2 separate regions of the Gossypium hirsutum genome follow, and region 1 is linked to region 2. A link is a contact called in public Hi-C data. All regions are on one chromosome and are shown on one strand. Each heading gives the region's core, a stretch centred on a gene start, on an enhancer-like site or on the middle of the called end of the contact. The rest is flanking DNA. Distances are from core to core; before and after follow the strand shown.

What was found. A called contact is a pair of places that touch in the nucleus more often than the background predicts.
Region 1: a contact with region 2 is called in a Hi-C map of leaf, with 2.0 times the contacts expected there. The contact joins two enhancer-like sites. A contact is called at or near these places in 3 of 34 Hi-C or Micro-C datasets (leaf and seedling).

Annotation. Positions count from the first base shown.
Region 1 is chrA13:7,060,731-7,065,000 of Gossypium_hirsutum_v2.1, forward strand. It overlaps LOC107894170 (GATA transcription factor 28), which reads right to left. Exons shown (of 8, transcript XM_041084658.1): 7 at 3,764-3,835; 8 at 3,159-3,641. The coding sequence ends at 3,543. It also overlaps the pseudogene LOC107894172. Among protein-coding and RNA genes, the nearest start is that of LOC107894170, 4.8 kb to the right of the region's middle. Within about 2 kb of position 2,036, at least 3 of the 9 cell types and tissues checked have an H3K27ac peak or open chromatin away from gene starts, as enhancers often do.
Region 2 is chrA13:6,918,015-6,922,558 of Gossypium_hirsutum_v2.1, forward strand. No RefSeq gene overlaps it. Among protein-coding and RNA genes, the nearest start is that of LOC107894175, 9.3 kb to the left of the region's middle. Within about 2 kb of position 1,642, at least 1 of the 9 cell types and tissues checked has an H3K27ac peak or open chromatin away from gene starts, as enhancers often do.

The DNA.
Region 1 (4,270 bases), core at 786-3,285, 140 kb after region 2:
GAATTTTTGGGTTTTTGATTGTTCTCACCAGTTATAGTAAAATGATGTTTTCTCTGTGGGTCAGGTACAAGTGGTTCAACTTGGGTTTCATCAATATTTGGTAGCAGTGATAACCGCTCATCAGCAAAGGAGAGCTCGACAAACAAGCCATACACAGAACCTGTTCATAACATGGAACAGGCATTTTCCATGATCCATTTGAGAGAGGTGCATGCAGTTAGATAATCCTACAAGGGTCCAGTCCTAAATTAAAAAATATAAGTATTCAGTCTTGACAAGCATTGTTTTTAATTCTTTTCAGCCGCCATCTGTCCTGAGGCCTTCAGAAGATCGTTCAGAAACTGAAGCTATTGAAATTGCTGTCACCAAATTGCTCTTGAGATCATACTATGACATTGTTAGGAAGAATATAGAGGACTCTGTGCCTAAAGCAATTATGCACTTCTTGGTAAGTTTAGAACCAAACATATTTGGTAGTTAAATTTTTGTTACGGTGCCAACTGACTTGTCACCGGATGATTCACAGGCAAACCGTCTGTCTTATCAGGGCTCTTTCCCTGATTTTTTTCCTTTTCCTCATGAATGACCTATGATTAACAAGTGGAACTCATCCAAGGGAATTCCAGGCCTTAAGACTGTTAGAGAGAATCTTAAATCTTCTAAAATTTGCTTAATCTGACTTAATTTTATTTCTAGCAATCAACCTCTTAAATAGAGGTTATATAGGTTTACTTGTTTGAATAAAATACTTATAACCTAAGTAAATTCAAACAACGACTCTGAATAAAGGAAGCCTCCTAATATCTCTCAAAAAATACTTTATTAAAAAAATCTCCTAGAGATATAAAATACTCATAAATAAAATCTCCTAATAAAATAATAATAAACTAATATAATAATAAGTAATTGACATGTAACAGTTTCATCGTGCCTTTTACTGTTTTAGCCTTGTTCATGTTCTAGGTCCTGAAATTGTGAAAAAAAACATTGTGGTGCTCCAGTTAGGAAATTGTAAATCTTTCTAGCCAAATTAATTTCCATTTTGTCCATATATCAGTTTAGCAACAATGTGAATTGACTTAAATAATATTTGGTGCTATGTTGATTTCTGTCCTGGCTATTTTTGATCTGGAGAGAAGAAGCTTATGTCATGAATGCTGAACAAGGTTCTATTCGTTTCTGTGTGCGATTGATGTGTTTTAGCTCTGGTAGGACGGTCCTTAGAATTTCATGATTGTATGAATATTGTATCCTGTTTTACTTGTACATTTAGAACATGGAGCGAGCCTTGGTCAAAAAGTTTGCTTTTGATTTAGAAGGTTATGTTTGCCATAGTTTTTTCTTTCATTGGAATCTGAAACTGTTGAAATTCTTGTAAGTACAACCCTTTTCTTCCTATCTATAGTTTGTGGTCCAATTTGTTAAGCTGCAACATTATATGAATATTGATCTGTTGGTTGATAATATCTATATCCAGGTAAACCATACAAAACGAGAACTTCACAATGTCTTTATCAAAAAGCTTTACAGGTAATACTGTGCTCTTTGGTTTGATTTTAATTATTCGTACTTTTGACTATCTCTTTGCTGACCTTTGAGTATCCTGTCTGTCTGTCTGTCTGTCTGTCTTATGATCTGAAACAGAGAGAATCTGTTTGAAGAAATGTTACAGGAACCTGATGAGATTGCTTCTAAGAGAAAACGTACTCGAGAAACACTCCGAGTTCTCCAACAGGCATTCAGGGTGCGTTCCCTTTACCACATATCATCATGTCATAATCTGTTTGTCAAAATAACAAATGACAAATGTCTTCGTCCATGTGTACTCTTGTGTCGATATGTCCTCAATCCCCTGGCAATTATGCTTAATTTTTGTTTTCATACTAAATTACAACATTAAGAAATTAAGCGACATATATACACGTATTTTAATGTACTTCCTCAAAATCCTTTTGAATAGACATTGGACGAGTTGCCATTGGAAGCTGAAACAGTAGAGAGGGGATACAGTTTGGGTTCGGATCCAACAGGCTTGCCAAAGATCCACGGACTGCCAACATCATCAATATACTCTACGGGTGGTTCAGACGATGCCTATGCAGCTTCTCCTAAAAACCCAAAATCTCGGAAGTCATCTCACTCTGGTGAACTATCAACACACTCGTATGCTAATAATACAGATTCAAACGGAAGTGGACGTAGTTAGATGCCAGGTCTCTATCCTACAGTTGATTATTAAGACGAATGGAACAGAAGGGTGCATTTCAGTTCAAGTTCCTTTCATCTAATCGGGAGGGCATTATATTCATTTGATTGCTCAGTCTAGTTAGCTATCATAATATGGGGTTATAATTGGGTTGTTTATAGTTTTAGAAAGAACAATGGGTTGAGAAACCTGTTCTTTTGCGGGTCAAAAACAGTATTTTTAGCTTTGGGTAATGCAGCCCGATGCTTACTATCATATGTGGATTGATGTGAGATTTGAATCTCATCTTTTTTTGGTTTTGCATGTAATTTTCAATTTTGCATTCGATTTTTTTTTTTTGGGAGAACATGAGATAACAATTGATTTGGATTCTGGATTCTTCACTTGACAATTTTTCTATCGAGTATGGGAATAACAAATTGAGTACTGGGACGTTTAAGCACGCCGTTTTTCTATCCACATTTGACACCTTGTTTAAAGGTGGTGGAGTTCTTGTGATTAGATCCAATTAATCTGAGATCCTTACCGACAATAATTTAAATCGTAAATATTTATACTGATAATTAGAATTGAAACGAGTAACGAATGTTTCAAGAAAAAAAAGCTTATTCTTCGAATAAATTAATTAATGAATAGACTAAGAATTTAAGAAACTGAAAATATTAACTGATGTCTACATGTACACGCTCAACTTTTTATATCACTTATGAAATTGCTTTTTTCAATATAAATATATATATGTCAAGAACATGAAATTTCATTTTAATATCTAAATCATATCTACTAATTTACCAATATATAATTAACAGTTAAAAATCTCTTACATTAAATAAAGAATTAAACATTTTTAATTGATTAAAAATTCTACATGCATTATCTACAATAAAATAATAAATATTAGGATTGACTTGCTAAAATACTAATCACAAAACTTTGTTAAAATATGCTAATATAAGTAAATCCTGTCAATTTGGATTTCCATTACTTCAGTCATCAAACCTCCCTCTGATAAATATATACACATTATGATCGGCTGAGATGGTTACCACCTCTAAAATTATCCTCATTAAGCACATTACATTCATAATTGTGAAGATCCAAAAAAGGGAAAAGAAATATGGGGACATTAATTAATGTTGAAGGTGAAAGTTTTTTTTTTTACTCCTAAGTTACATAAAACTAGTTTAACCTGTATCTCAAAATTATTTACACAAATGAGCAAGGCAATGTGCCATATATCTATTATATATACAGTCGCCAAACCATCTCGGATTATTACAAGAAAGTTTGACATCTGCCTTGAAACACCAAAGTAACATTGCACTCACCGTATTACTCATCTTTCGGAAGTCACACCAGAGTTATCTCTGTTCGATGAAGATACGACAACTGCAGTCCCAGTTACAGCCTCCGATTCATTAGCTTCAGCATCACTCTGATAAAACACACGCCGTGATGTAATAAATAGTTATGAGATTTGTAGAATGATTAGGATGTAACTCTGATGAATACAAGCAATGAATAACTATGATGGATATTGTTCTGAATTAGCAATACCTGTTCGGTAGTCTTCGCAGTTGGATCCTGGATTGCTACCATGGAGACCTTCGAAAGGTCTCTCAAAACACCCTGATAATCACAATTTCCCAAGTGAATAACTAAAGAATTACGTGTGATTGTTGAAAAATATCTTTTCCTACGAGCTACAAGTTAAGTACTAAGTTTGGTACTCGAGCACAATCTATAATGTTGTTCCCCAATTTCGAAATTTACTGTAAATTTGAAGCATAAGGTTGAAGCAAGATTGGAGGCAAGTTTTTCAACTCTAATCAAGAAATTGACATGCGAAGAGACAAGTGCCGGCAATGTCTGTTATCAAAGTCAAGAAATTAACAAAAAAGGGTTCTGCTGTTAATCTAACTAGCACTTTCTCTTGTATTCCATTCATACAAGAAAATAAGCAATTCAAACACTTGGACTAAATAAAATAAGCTAATGATAATAGGTCATATCACAATGATTAATCATAGTCTTGAGTGATTAAATATAATTCAAATTATGAAG
Region 2 (4,544 bases), core at 392-2,891:
AAATTTCAATAAATCCTTGATATATTTTAGCAACAATATTTCAGAAGAATCAAAGTTGCAATTAGGCGTGGAGTTGGGTGTCAGAATTGCCAATAACCCGAAGAAATATCTAGGGTTACCAATAATGGTAGGACGACGTAAAAAGAAAGCTTTTTTTTAAATTAGATAATGATTCTTGACAAAAATAAAAAGCTAGAGTATCTGTAATCTATCAATAGGAGGCAATGAGGTTCTTATTAAATTTGTTTTACAGGCTATCCCAATCTACGCAATGCAGTGCTTCAGTTTGCCAATTTCTTTATGTTGTGAATTCGAAGTATTATTATGCAAATTTTGGTCGCCCAACTGAAGAACTAATCACGAAATCTATTGGTGTAATTGGAAACCATTATGTACCCCAAGGGGAGTTAGTTTTAGAGATCTTTCAATTTTTAATAAAGCCTTGTTAGCTAAGCAAGAGTGGAAGCTAATAACCAACCCCACCAGCCTATTGGCTCAAGTAAAGAAAAACAAGAATTATCTAAGATGCAATTTCATGAGTGCATGTTTAGGTTGTTACCCTTCCTTTATCTGGCGAAACATTTGGAGGTGACCGTGACATCCTGGAAAAGGGAACAAGAGTTTTACTTTTAATAAAAGTTAAATTCTATCCGTTTATTCAGTTACTTGATTGATGTACTGAATTAAAGGTTGATCATTATAAATTGATCTTCACTCTACTTATTAGTGTTACACAAGCAAAAATACAAATAAAGATTATAGCCCTATCACTTAGGGTTTGTGTAATTAAGGGAAAAGACTAAGAGGGATAAATTAATTTATCGGGTATTCTTCGTGTTATTTGTCAAGTTCAATGGCCAACTCAATTCCGCATCAAGTGTTTCTTAAACTTGTGAAAATCATATTATTTTTTTTTTGGTATATTAATCAAGCGCAGTACAACCGATTATTAGTTGTCACTACTGTCCATTGGATCAAGTTCTGCATGAAATAATGCTTGTTATTAACCCTTTCTATGGCTTGGAAGATGTGTAGGAGCTTTAAGATGTCTTCAGTCCACGGATTAAGTTTCCAACTCCAATGTTGAAGCTTTTTCTGTAAAAGATTGAAAAGCTGACAATCCTTCTGCAGGTAAATTTTGATAAGATGGCTCGTATTATACGCATATTAGAGCACTTCCCTTATGAGATGAAGCTTCAATGAGCTTATGTCCCAATCTGTATAATAGTGATTTTTTTTGCTTGAGAATTACCCCCATCAAAATTGACAATGGTAAAGCCACCAGCAATCCGAGAAGAACCTTTTTTCCAAGTAATGAACGCTGACAATCGTAATTGTTGTCCGATTGAAGGAAATTCGAAGGCAACAGGTGTGGTGGGTTCGATTTGGACTTTATTAGCAAGAGATAAAAAAGCCTCAGACCAATGTGTAGACATCGAATATGCCATCTGAAGAGATTGTGATGGATAAACCTTTACAGCTTCAAAAATGTTCTTATTTCTGCATTTCCATAAACTCCATAGAATTGCCGCAACAAGTGATGAACTAGTCAAAGAAATATTTGGATTAAGGATGTATGATTCAATGAAGTAATTGCAATCTAAATCTCTCAAATTATCAATCCTGAATTCAAAAGTACTACCAAACCATAACACTCTACCAAAAGAGTATTTCAGAAAAACATGATCTCAAATCTCAATGTTTTTTCTCCACATAATGAATAATGAGTGTCAGTGATGGGGATTCTTTTTTGCAATTCATGCTTGAGTGGTAAACTATTGTGCAGAATCTTCCAAAGAAAGAAGATGAGTTCATAAGGGAGCCTCAGTTTCCAAAGACGTTTCCAAAAGGTCTTAGAATGAGATCCGCTCAGTGGCGTAGGCGAGATATTTCTTGAAGCTAGAAGGAAGCAACCAGATTTTGTGGTATAATGACCAGATGGATCAAGAGTCCATATTAATTTATCATCCCTATCAAATAGATTAATCACTGTTTTAGATAGAGAATCAAAGCTCGTCGATGAAAGAAGGAGGTTCTTTAAGAGATTAAAAGACCAGTCGTTTCTATCCTGTGGCATTAAGTCCCTCAGACATCGAGATTGCTATGGAGTACTTGTATTGACAAGACTTTTGTGAAAGAAGTTTCCATTAGATATATAAATGTGTTTGTAATTACCAAAAAATAATATTATTCTAAAAATTTTATAATCGTTGTTTATGTAATATTAGGGATTTAATTTGCATAATATCTTAATTTTTATAAAATTTTATTAGATTATTGATTTTTTTCTTTAACATCTTACAATTGAGGATTCATATGATTGAGATGACTAATATTGAAAAAAACTAAAAACTTTAAGGATGAAAGAATCTTTTTAATGCAATTCATATTGAATCCATTACTTTCAAATTATGGGTCACTTCAAATTAAGCTTCTTCAAAGAGGAAATAAGGTTAAAAAGTCAAGAAAGTAATTTCATCAACTTTGTGGGTAAAGAAGTTAGTAAAGGACTTAAGGCAAAAACCAACAAATTCAATAAGAAGAACACTATGGTGGATAATTGTCTCTATGGTGGACTCACCTCTCAATTTCTCTATTGGCAAGAAAAAAGGAACAAATGGTGGATAATTGTCACTTTTGGAAGCAAGTAGAACACTATGAAAAATTGTCAAAAACGCAAAGCTTGGTTTGAAAAGAAAGGTAAATTTATGTTTTTATATGTTTTAAATTAAATTCAATTGAAATTTCTAATAATATTAGTGGTTTAATTCTAGTGCTACTACTTATGTATCTAACATGATGCAGAGATTCTTTTTTATTCAAATCATAAACTCAACTAAAGATTTGATATATATATATATATATACACACAACTTCTTGTCCTGTCTTAGATACTGGTTATCACTTAGATTTATTTTATACTATTTATGTACCTTCAATTTATAGGAATCTTATATCTATTTCAAAACTTGATATTTTTGGTTTTAAAATATCTACTTTTTTTTAGATTATAAGAAGGATTAAAGATTCCTATATATTTCACTCAAATTTCAAATTTAATCTATATACTTTAATTTTTATATAATTTGGTACCCCAACTTTGATAATGTCACTAGTTAGTCAAAATATTTTATTCTAATTAAAATGATTATGCGAATTTTTAAGAATTGTTAGCACCATTAAATTTCTTTATTAAATTAATGTTATAATGTTATTTTTTTGTTACATGATACTAAGTAATCTTTTTTTAAATTTCAAAATGTCATACTAGCAAATTTAACAAAAGGATTTTAACAATGTTAATAAATTGATGTAAATTTTTAAATTCAAAAAGTAAAAAGACTAAATTTCAAATATAAAATAGATAAAAGAATTTTGAGTAAAAATCATGCTTTGAAATAATAGAAAAGGTGTTATTTAAGTACATATGGATCGATTAGATTTCTAAATAACATTATTATTTAATTTATTGATAATATAACTAATTGTGTTTACATCAATTTTGTATAGATCAAAATAATGAATATTGAGAAGTAAAGGGGTGGATTTGCAACATATCTATCTTTTAAAATTTGTACAAATACAATTTGGGTTAAATTTTAAATTTATATATAAACTTTGATTTAATGTGCAATTTAATATATGAATTTTGATTATTATTATACACATAAAATTTTGATTGCATTTTAAATATATACAGAAAACTTTATTTTTGATTCAATCATACACATTTAAATAAATAAATACATAAATTTATTTTTATACTAATTAATATAAATATTTGTTTATGTAATATACAAACATAAAACGATGTTACATCAATAATTATATTAGAAATTTGTGAGAATTGGATCAAATCAAAATTTTATGTATAAATTACACAAAATCGAAATCTATATTATTGCAAATTGGCTATTTTACCAAAACTGACCCAAAAAATTTGATATTTATAAAAATGACCCAAGTTAAAAAACAATCACCAAAATGACCTGAAATGAACAGTAGAATGGGGTTTTGGCCTTCTAATGGTCGGCACCACTTGGTATTTTGGTCCCATGATTACTTGAGGATTGTGTCAGACTTTAAAAAATTGAATTTTTTGGTTCTGGTCTTCCAATGGACAGCACCAGGGTATTTTTTTTAAAATCGTATCATACTGGTATACAAAAATACCAATATTTAAAAAAATGGTTCTGGCCTTCTAATGGCCGGCACCAAGTACGAAAAAAAAATTCAATTTTTTTTAGGTGCTGGCCTTCTAATGGTTAGCACCAAACTACCAGTATTTAAAAAAAAATGGTTCTGGCCTTCTAATGGTCAGCACCAGGTACAAAAAAAATTTTAGTTTTTTCGTATGGAAAAAAATTAGAAGGCCAGCACCTAAAAAAATTTGAATTTTTTTTTGTACCTGGTGCAGGTCATTAGAAAGCCAATACCTAAAAAAATTTGAATTTTTTTTTGTATTGGTGCCGGCCATTAGAAGGCCAGAACCAAATTTTTTTAAAAAAATGATATTTTTGTAGCAGTATGATACAATTTAAAAA